Regions from separate parts of the Mus musculus genome. Here region 2 is linked to region 1. The links are chromatin contacts, called in public promoter capture Hi-C maps. All regions are on one chromosome and are shown on one strand. Each heading gives the region's core, a stretch centred on a gene start, on an enhancer-like site or on the middle of the called end of the contact. The rest is flanking DNA. Distances are from core to core; before and after follow the strand shown.

Region 1 (3,684 bases), core at 423-2,922:
GCTGGTCAAGTTTACAGATCTTTCTATTGCTCAACCAACAGCATTTCATGAATCCATGATCATACTCTTTATTGCTAAATTTCCTCCTAATTTTTTACTACCTATATATCTTGACTCAATTTCTCTTCCTTCCTCCTTCCCTCCCTCCCTCTCTAACACATTCAACTCCTCCTAGAATTTCCTTTCACTTCAGCTCTTTAAATAACAAACATTCCACATATCTATTTCCTCTCATTTCTACTCTGGTTGACCTTACCAAAATGCTTGCTTCAACTGTCAGAAATGTAAGTTAATGAATCCGAATCTCCATCATTAGCCCAGTGGTCTACTTAGTTTTAGATTAACACACTCAACAACCAACTAAGTTCAAGCCTTTGGGTAAACATTAGACACTTCAAAAACTCTACCTGATCAGAACAGACAAGTCTTGCCTCTAACCTAAAGTCCCCAACCCAAGAAGCACACATCTTTAGTCCCAGAAGCAGAGGCAGAGGCAGGCAGATTTCTGAATTCGAGGCCAGCCTGGTCTACAGAGTGAGTTCCAGGAAAGCCGGGGCAATACAGAAAAACCCTGTCTCGAAAAAAACCAAACCTAACCAAGCCCGGAAACAAAACAAAACAAAACAAAACAAAACAAAAAAGTCCTGGGCTTTGATAGTCCCGATAGAATTCTACTTGTAGAGGGCAGCAACTAGGGAGGCTGAGGAAATCCAAATCCAATGTTTTCCATTTCTTCTTCTTTTAAAATTTAAAAATACTCCCAGTTCTTGGGAGGCAGAGTCAGGTGGATCTCTGAGTCTCTGGAGTGAGTTCCAAGACAGCCAGGGCTACACAGAGAAACTCTGTCTCGAAAAACCAAAACCAAACCAAACCAAGCCAAAAAATCACCTTCACTAAATATGGAGAACATGAGTGAATATTATCGACGAGCTGATGTAGAAGGAGGTTATTAATGCTTGTTAAATACTTAATTGGTAATATAAGGTACTTTAAGTCGTCATATTTGACCTCACAAGATCATTTTGAAGCATATAAGGCTATCATGTTTTATAGAAGAGGAAACTGAGATTTATAAAGGTGTTAATAAGTCAGCTTGGGCACCCTCACTTTGCTTTCTGACCGGAAATCTGTCTGATTGACTGCAGAGCCCACTCTCTGTCCTTACATCCTTCTAGGGCACACAATAAAAACTGCAATCTTCTGGGTTTTGTGAGGCAATTAAGAAGTCATCTGCGATTGTATAGCTCCCAGGCTACCTAATAATACATTTGAAATGATTTTGAAAATTCACTTCACCAGTGAGATGAGATCTCTGTTTTGGGTATCATCTGCTGAGAAAGACACTAACCCGTGTTTTTTTGTTTTTTTATTTAAAGGCGCGACTAGTGCAATCAGTAAGCTGGAATAATTTTTAGTTTGAGAAAAAGCAACCAGTACGTAGGCGGAATTATGCTGAAGCACTGTTGAGCCCGAAATCACGGAAGAAAGTGAACCCAACCACCTTATTTTTAACTTAGTCCCACTGGGCCAACAGTTCGCCTAAGCCAGTGCAAAGAGGAAGGACTGGGACGCAGGGGGGCGGTCCCTGGCCCGCACATGCGCAGACATACTGCTGTGAGAGGGCGTGAGGGTCCGGAGCGCTCGCTTTCCGAACTGTCGTAAAAGGGCCCCGGTGTCGCGCTCGCGCAGTCGGGGAGGGCCGGCCCAGGCTGCGGCGGCGGCGACGGCGATGGTGGCGGGGCGCTGGTGCTGCGCGGCGTAAGGCACGCCGGCCGTTCAGGGTCGCGAGCGCGCGTGGGCCGCGATCGGGTGCTCGGAGCCGGGTCCAGCCGAGCCAGGCTCAGCCTCACGCTCCGCGGCGGCGGTGTTGACAGACGCCCTCCTGAGGAGAGCCGCCCGGCCCGCCTCAGCCTCACCCGGCCGAGCGCTGTTCCCCAGCCCCGCGCCAGCGAGTCCGGGACCTGGCCGCACGGGGCCTGCGGACTCGGGTGAGGGCGCCGGCGGAAGGGGGGGGGGTGCGGGGGAGGGGAGCGGCGCGGTGGCGCTTGCGCGCGGCGGGGGAGGGGCCGAGCAGGAGGGAGAAAGAGGAAGGGCCGCGGCGGCCGGCCCGGGTCGGCGACAGGGGAATGACCGCGGGTCCCGGACGGCGCGGAGTGGCTCATTGTGTCCGGGCAAGAGTCCGCCCGCGGACACACCCACGGCCTCTTGGGAGGGGGTGGGTGAGGGGATTGCGCCCCGGGGCCGCCGCTCGCCAGCGGGACTGGGGCTCAGGGCCGAGGAGTGGGGGTGACAATGGAGTGAGGAAGGTAACCCCGGCTGGAGCCGGGAGCCGCCCGGTGCGGGCGGGCACGCGCAGTCCGCGGAGCAGAAGACAGGCGCGTCTGATATTGTGTGGAGTTGGCTGGTTAGTCATTAAAAAAAGATGTTTTCTTTATCCTGCCTAGATAATTGATCGGAGTCAGCAGTGGTGCGGTGGAAATATCGGTTTTTGTTCTGGAGAAATAGAGGTTTGTCACCACACTTCTTAGATTATAGAGCTTTATAGATAATTTTAAAAAAAAAGTGTGACTTTTTAGCGTCCAAAAAAAACAACAACCAAAAACCAAAAAACCAGGAAGTTGTAGCTAGCGCCTTCACTTAATTTGCTCATGTCTGGGGTGACTCCATTGTATTGTTGAGAGCTTTCCTGTTCCTTGATTTATGTACAGAATGAGTTTAGAACTCCTGAGTAGCAGTGAGTGAGCCAGCTGACAGAGACCTCATTGTCAGAGTTCTGACAGCTCTTGAACCTGACTTGATCCAAACTTAGTTCCATTTGGCACTTTTATCTTTAATTTTCTTGTTTTGGGGACCTCTTTAACCAAAGAGAGCAAAATCAAAAAAAAGATGAACAGAGGTTCCTCATATCTTTACCATTTGTCTTTGCAATAGCTCTCACGTGACTTAATACAGATGTCCTTTCAAGAATTCTGATTTTACTTAGCTTTTGAGTCTACGTTAAAGAACCCAAACAAACCCCAAAACCTTCATGTGCGTATATACCAGTGTGTGGGGTCTGTACATGTGAGTGCAGGTGCCTCTGAGGCCGGAAGAGGACCTAGTACTCTGGAGTGGTAGTTAAAGGAGGTTTTGCACTGCCCTGTATAGGTGCTGAGTCCCGATTGGGTCCTCAGCCAGCATAGTAAGCACTCTTGACAACAAACCATTTTTCCAGGTCTGGATTTATATTTTGATAGTTTGTAACTAAGTGATTTTTTGTTTTGTTTTTATTTTAGTAAAAAGGTTTAGTAGAAACTGGTCATTGTAATATTGTGTTACATTGTGACATAGGTTTTAAGGAAGCTCTTCTATTTTGAAGAGAAACAATTTAGCTTTAAATTACTTTTGTAGCAGGAGTGCTGAGTGTGTGATGGCTCGAGTTGCCTTTAATCCTAACATTTGGGAGGCAGAGCCTAGCTTGGTGTATATAGTGAGTTCTACAACAGCCCATACTATGTAGAGAGATCCTATTTTAAATACCCACCCCCAAAATATATATTACTTTTGCTACTTTCTTAGGGTGTAACCATGGACAAATTATTTCATTGTATCCTGCTTGCTTGTTACCTCAGAGTCTCAGTAGTATCTGAAAAAATTACTGAGGGCATTTGTGAGTTGGGTGAATGATAGTGGGGAAAATTAGCA
Region 2 (3,684 bases), core at 388-2,887, 2.5 Mb before region 1:
CTTAAACTCAGGGCCTCACATACATTAAGCAAGTACTGTACCAAAGAACTACATTCTCCGGTCTTTTTATACAGAAATATGCTCTCCACTATATTGCTCAAGTGGTCTCAAACTTGCCATTCCCCTGCTTCAGTTTCTAAATATCTGGGGTACCACCTTTAACTGGAATTTCAACTTTGGTGTAACAGGGTTAAAACAGCATTTACAGCAGGCTCCATGGTACCCAACTACGATCACAGTGCCTAGGACGCTTAGGCAAGAGAACTCCCAGGTCTAGCCTGGGATATATTAGTATCAGGACAGCCAGAGATACACAGCAAGAAAAAAAAGCCAAAAGCATTAACTCACCCTTAACAACCTTCTCAGTTCCCCTGTGACTTGAGCTTGTCAGAATAGCAAACTACTCACACCAGTTATACATGATAAATATCCCCTGAGAAATCTAAGACCTATTAAGATTGGGATCTTAAAGTTAGTCGGTGGACTCAGAAGGCAGAGGCAAACGGATTTCTGAGTTGGAGGTCAGCTTGGACTACAGTGCAAGTTTTAGGATAGGTGGAGATACACAGAGAAACCCTACCTCAAAAAACAAAAACAAACAAACCAAAAAAACCCAATCCACCCACTCCAAAAAAAAAAAAAAAAGGCGAAAGAAAAAATATTGGGTCTTTAAGATAGTTAGTGCTGACATTTCAAACATTATGTGACCTTGCTGGAAAGGTCTCATAGCACCCCTAACTGAGAATAACCAACTGGTTGCCCTTTCTAGGGACAAGCAGCCCCATACAGCCAATAAAGCAAAAGTGGGAGAGGGCAGTGCATGATGGTTCACCCTTAAGGAAAACACCCCAGCTGGTTGCGGTCTAGAACTCGGGCGCTGCCCCTGGCAGAGTTGGGATAAATGAGAGGTAAACACAAACGACACACGCGCAGCTGCTACTTAGGACAAGCCGTCAGCCTAACAAACGCTGGTAAGGACCCGGAGGGGAAGCGTGAAGAACGGGCGGAGAACAGGCTTCGGGGCTGAATAGGAGTATACTTCTGGGGTGCACACTTTTCTATTCCTGACACCTGGGACCTCCGAGCCGGCTCAGAGTGACGCACGCGGCATCTCAGCATACGGATGCAGCTGCACCTGAATCCCGGGGCGCCCAGCTCCGAGCTCGCGGGGCTGCAGCCTGCGAGCCCGCGCCTAACACCTGCCAGGTCGCGCCCTCCGCCCGAGGTCGCCCGAGGACCAAGGCATCCACCAGGAGAAAGCCTCCCGGCGCTGCGCCCGAAGGTACGAGTTGCAGCCCGCGGCCGCCCCATCAGCCCGACCTGCGCCCCAGGGTCTTACCCGAAGACAGCGCCTCTTCCGCCCGACCGCGCCAGCTGTCACCGTGGCGGCGTCCGCGCTCCAGACGCCAGTGACGCCTCATAAAAACAACAACCTGCTCGCAGGCGTCCGCAGCGGGGAAGCGGTGGCAGGCGCGGCGCAGCAAGGCATGCTGGGACTTGAAGTTCCTCCTACGTCTCCTGCCAGCTCGCGGCGAGCAAAAAGAACTACGACTCCCGAAGATGCGTACGGCCCGCACCCCTGAGGCTACCGGAAGCTGGGCGGAGCGACTGCGGATCTCCACAACATCCGGGCTCCCACGCCTGCAGCCGGTTGCCACGGAGACGGGCTGCCACACTGGAAGACGGAGGGTTTCCACCCACCGTCTTCCTCCCCAGAAATTGTAGTTTACGGGACTCCGATCGTCTTGCTGTTGCTTTCCGTCGGTTCTGTAAGAAGACTGGGCCCTACGCCTTCGCCAGACTTCTCGCTATCAGGAAAGAGTTGCTTTTGCCGAAGAGATTAAGATGGCGAGAGAGACAGACTGCGACTTGGTGGGTTTGGGCAGAGAGCTAGATGCTTTTGAAAGTCGAATTCATAATAGTGTTTGAGGCACCATCTACTCCCACTCACTAGTCACCAAGCTGTTATATTTACAAGTTTAAATGCACGATCCACAAAGTAATTACTCTGAAGGTGTATAGGAGGCACCTCACTACAAATGATCTTTTGTCCAGGATGGTTTTTGTTTTGCATTATCTATTTGCAGTCGTGGGGATCGAACTCAGGGACTTGTGCATGGTAGGTAATCTCTGTTCTACTGAACTACACCTCCCAGCCCTAGAACCTTCATGTTTTTGTCACTTAGAGTATGCCTAGTCTAAAAGGATGGAAGAGGGTGAATAGGAGTGCACTCACCCCAGAGGGAAGTTACCGTTCCTCTGTCCCCTACCTGTCTAGTGAGTAAACAGTAAAGGAAACCATTCAACAAGCTGATGTTGGGCAAAAGCTAGTTCACATTTAGATCTGATATTTGTGTTGCTGTAACTAGGGATTGAACCTCAAGCCTCACACAAGCTAAGAAAGCCCTCTACAAAGGAGGTAGATCCCTAACCCCTCGTTTTTGTTTGGGTGAGAGGGGAGTTCTGGGTGGTGGGTTTTTTTTGAGACAGAGCTTCTCAGAGTAACTCGGGCTGACTTTAAATTCTTTGTGTAGCTGGCACTGAATTCCAGAACCCCTTGCCTTTATTTCCCAAGTGTTAGGATTACAGGCCTATGCTACTACACTCTGCTCTTCCAACTTGGTGAACAGGCGAAAATTTAAATAACAAAGCTGGCTTTACAGTGAGTGGGTTTGTAAAGTGGTACTTACTTTGATTACTTATGAGCTGTAGACGAGATAGCACGGTCCCCCATGACTTGGTGTAGATAAGACACCTGGTGACTTGGATTATTGAAGTGACTTTTTAAAATCATTAAATCTAGACCTGAAGGTGATTGTGTTAGTCAGGGTTCTCTAGAGTCACAGAACCTATGGATAGTCTCTATATAGTAAAAGAATTTATTGATGACTTACAGTCCCCAGCCCAATTCCCAACAATGGTTCAGTCGCAGCTGTGAATGGAAGTCCAAGGATCCAGCAGTTACTCACTCAGTCTCACACAGCAAGCAGGCGAAGGAGCAAGAGCAAGACTCCCTTCTTCCAATGTCCTTATATTGTCTCCAGCAGAAGGTGTAGCCCAGATTAAAGGTGTGTTCTACCACACCTTTAATCCCGGATGACCTTGAACTCGGAGATTTAATCCTCTGGAATCCATAGCCACTATGCCTCAAGATCTCCATACCAAGATCCAGATCAGAATCTTCTATCTCCAAGCCTCCAGATAAGGGTCACTGGTGAGCCTTCCAATTCTGGATTGTAGTTCATTCCAAATATAGTCAAGTTGACAACCAGGAATAGCCACTACAGTGATTTAGGGCTTTTTGTTTTGTTTTGTTTTGTTTTGTTTATAATGTAGAATAGAGTTTATTTAGGGCTTGTGGAGGGGAGTTAAGAGAGTAGTAGAAGCAGAGAAAGGCAGAGAGAAGGAGAGAGTAGAGAAGTAGAGACCAGCCATGACCATGTGGAGAAAGGAGGAAGGGAAAGGGAGCAAGATGTAAAAGAGAGGCAAGAAAGGTGATTTAGTTTTAGGGCCAGTAGTAGCAAGGGTGATTTGATGGTAACTGAAGGAGAATAGTAATATAAAAAAAAAACAAAACAAAACAAAACAAAACCCCATGGTACAGTTAGACAGGAGTGGCCCAGACCTAGAATCCCAGCACTATGAAGGCAGGAGAATTGCCAGGAGTTTGAGGCCGAGTAATCA

What was found. Promoter capture Hi-C pulls out the DNA fragments that hold promoters and counts their contacts.
Region 2: a promoter capture Hi-C map of erythroid cells shows a contact between it and region 1, with 5 times the contacts expected there. The contact joins the promoter of Ccpg1os here to the promoter of Rnf111 in region 1. A contact is called at or near these places in 1 of 39 promoter capture datasets (erythroid cells) and 2 of 9 other capture datasets (adipose tissue and liver).

Annotation. Positions count from the first base shown.
Region 1 is chr9:70,501,763-70,505,446 of GRCm38.p6, reverse strand. It overlaps Rnf111 (ring finger 111), which reads left to right and starts at 1,672. Exons shown (of 15, transcript NM_033604.3): 1 at 1,672-1,988; 2 at 2,445-2,507.
Region 2 is chr9:72,983,329-72,987,012 of GRCm38.p6, reverse strand. It overlaps Ccpg1os (cell cycle progression 1, opposite strand), which reads left to right and starts at 1,637. Exons shown (of 2, transcript NM_001198789.1): 1 at 1,637-1,872. The coding sequence starts at 1,846. Ccpg1 (cell cycle progression 1) reads right to left here and starts at 1,509. Exons shown (of 9, transcript NM_001286544.1): 1 at 1,340-1,509.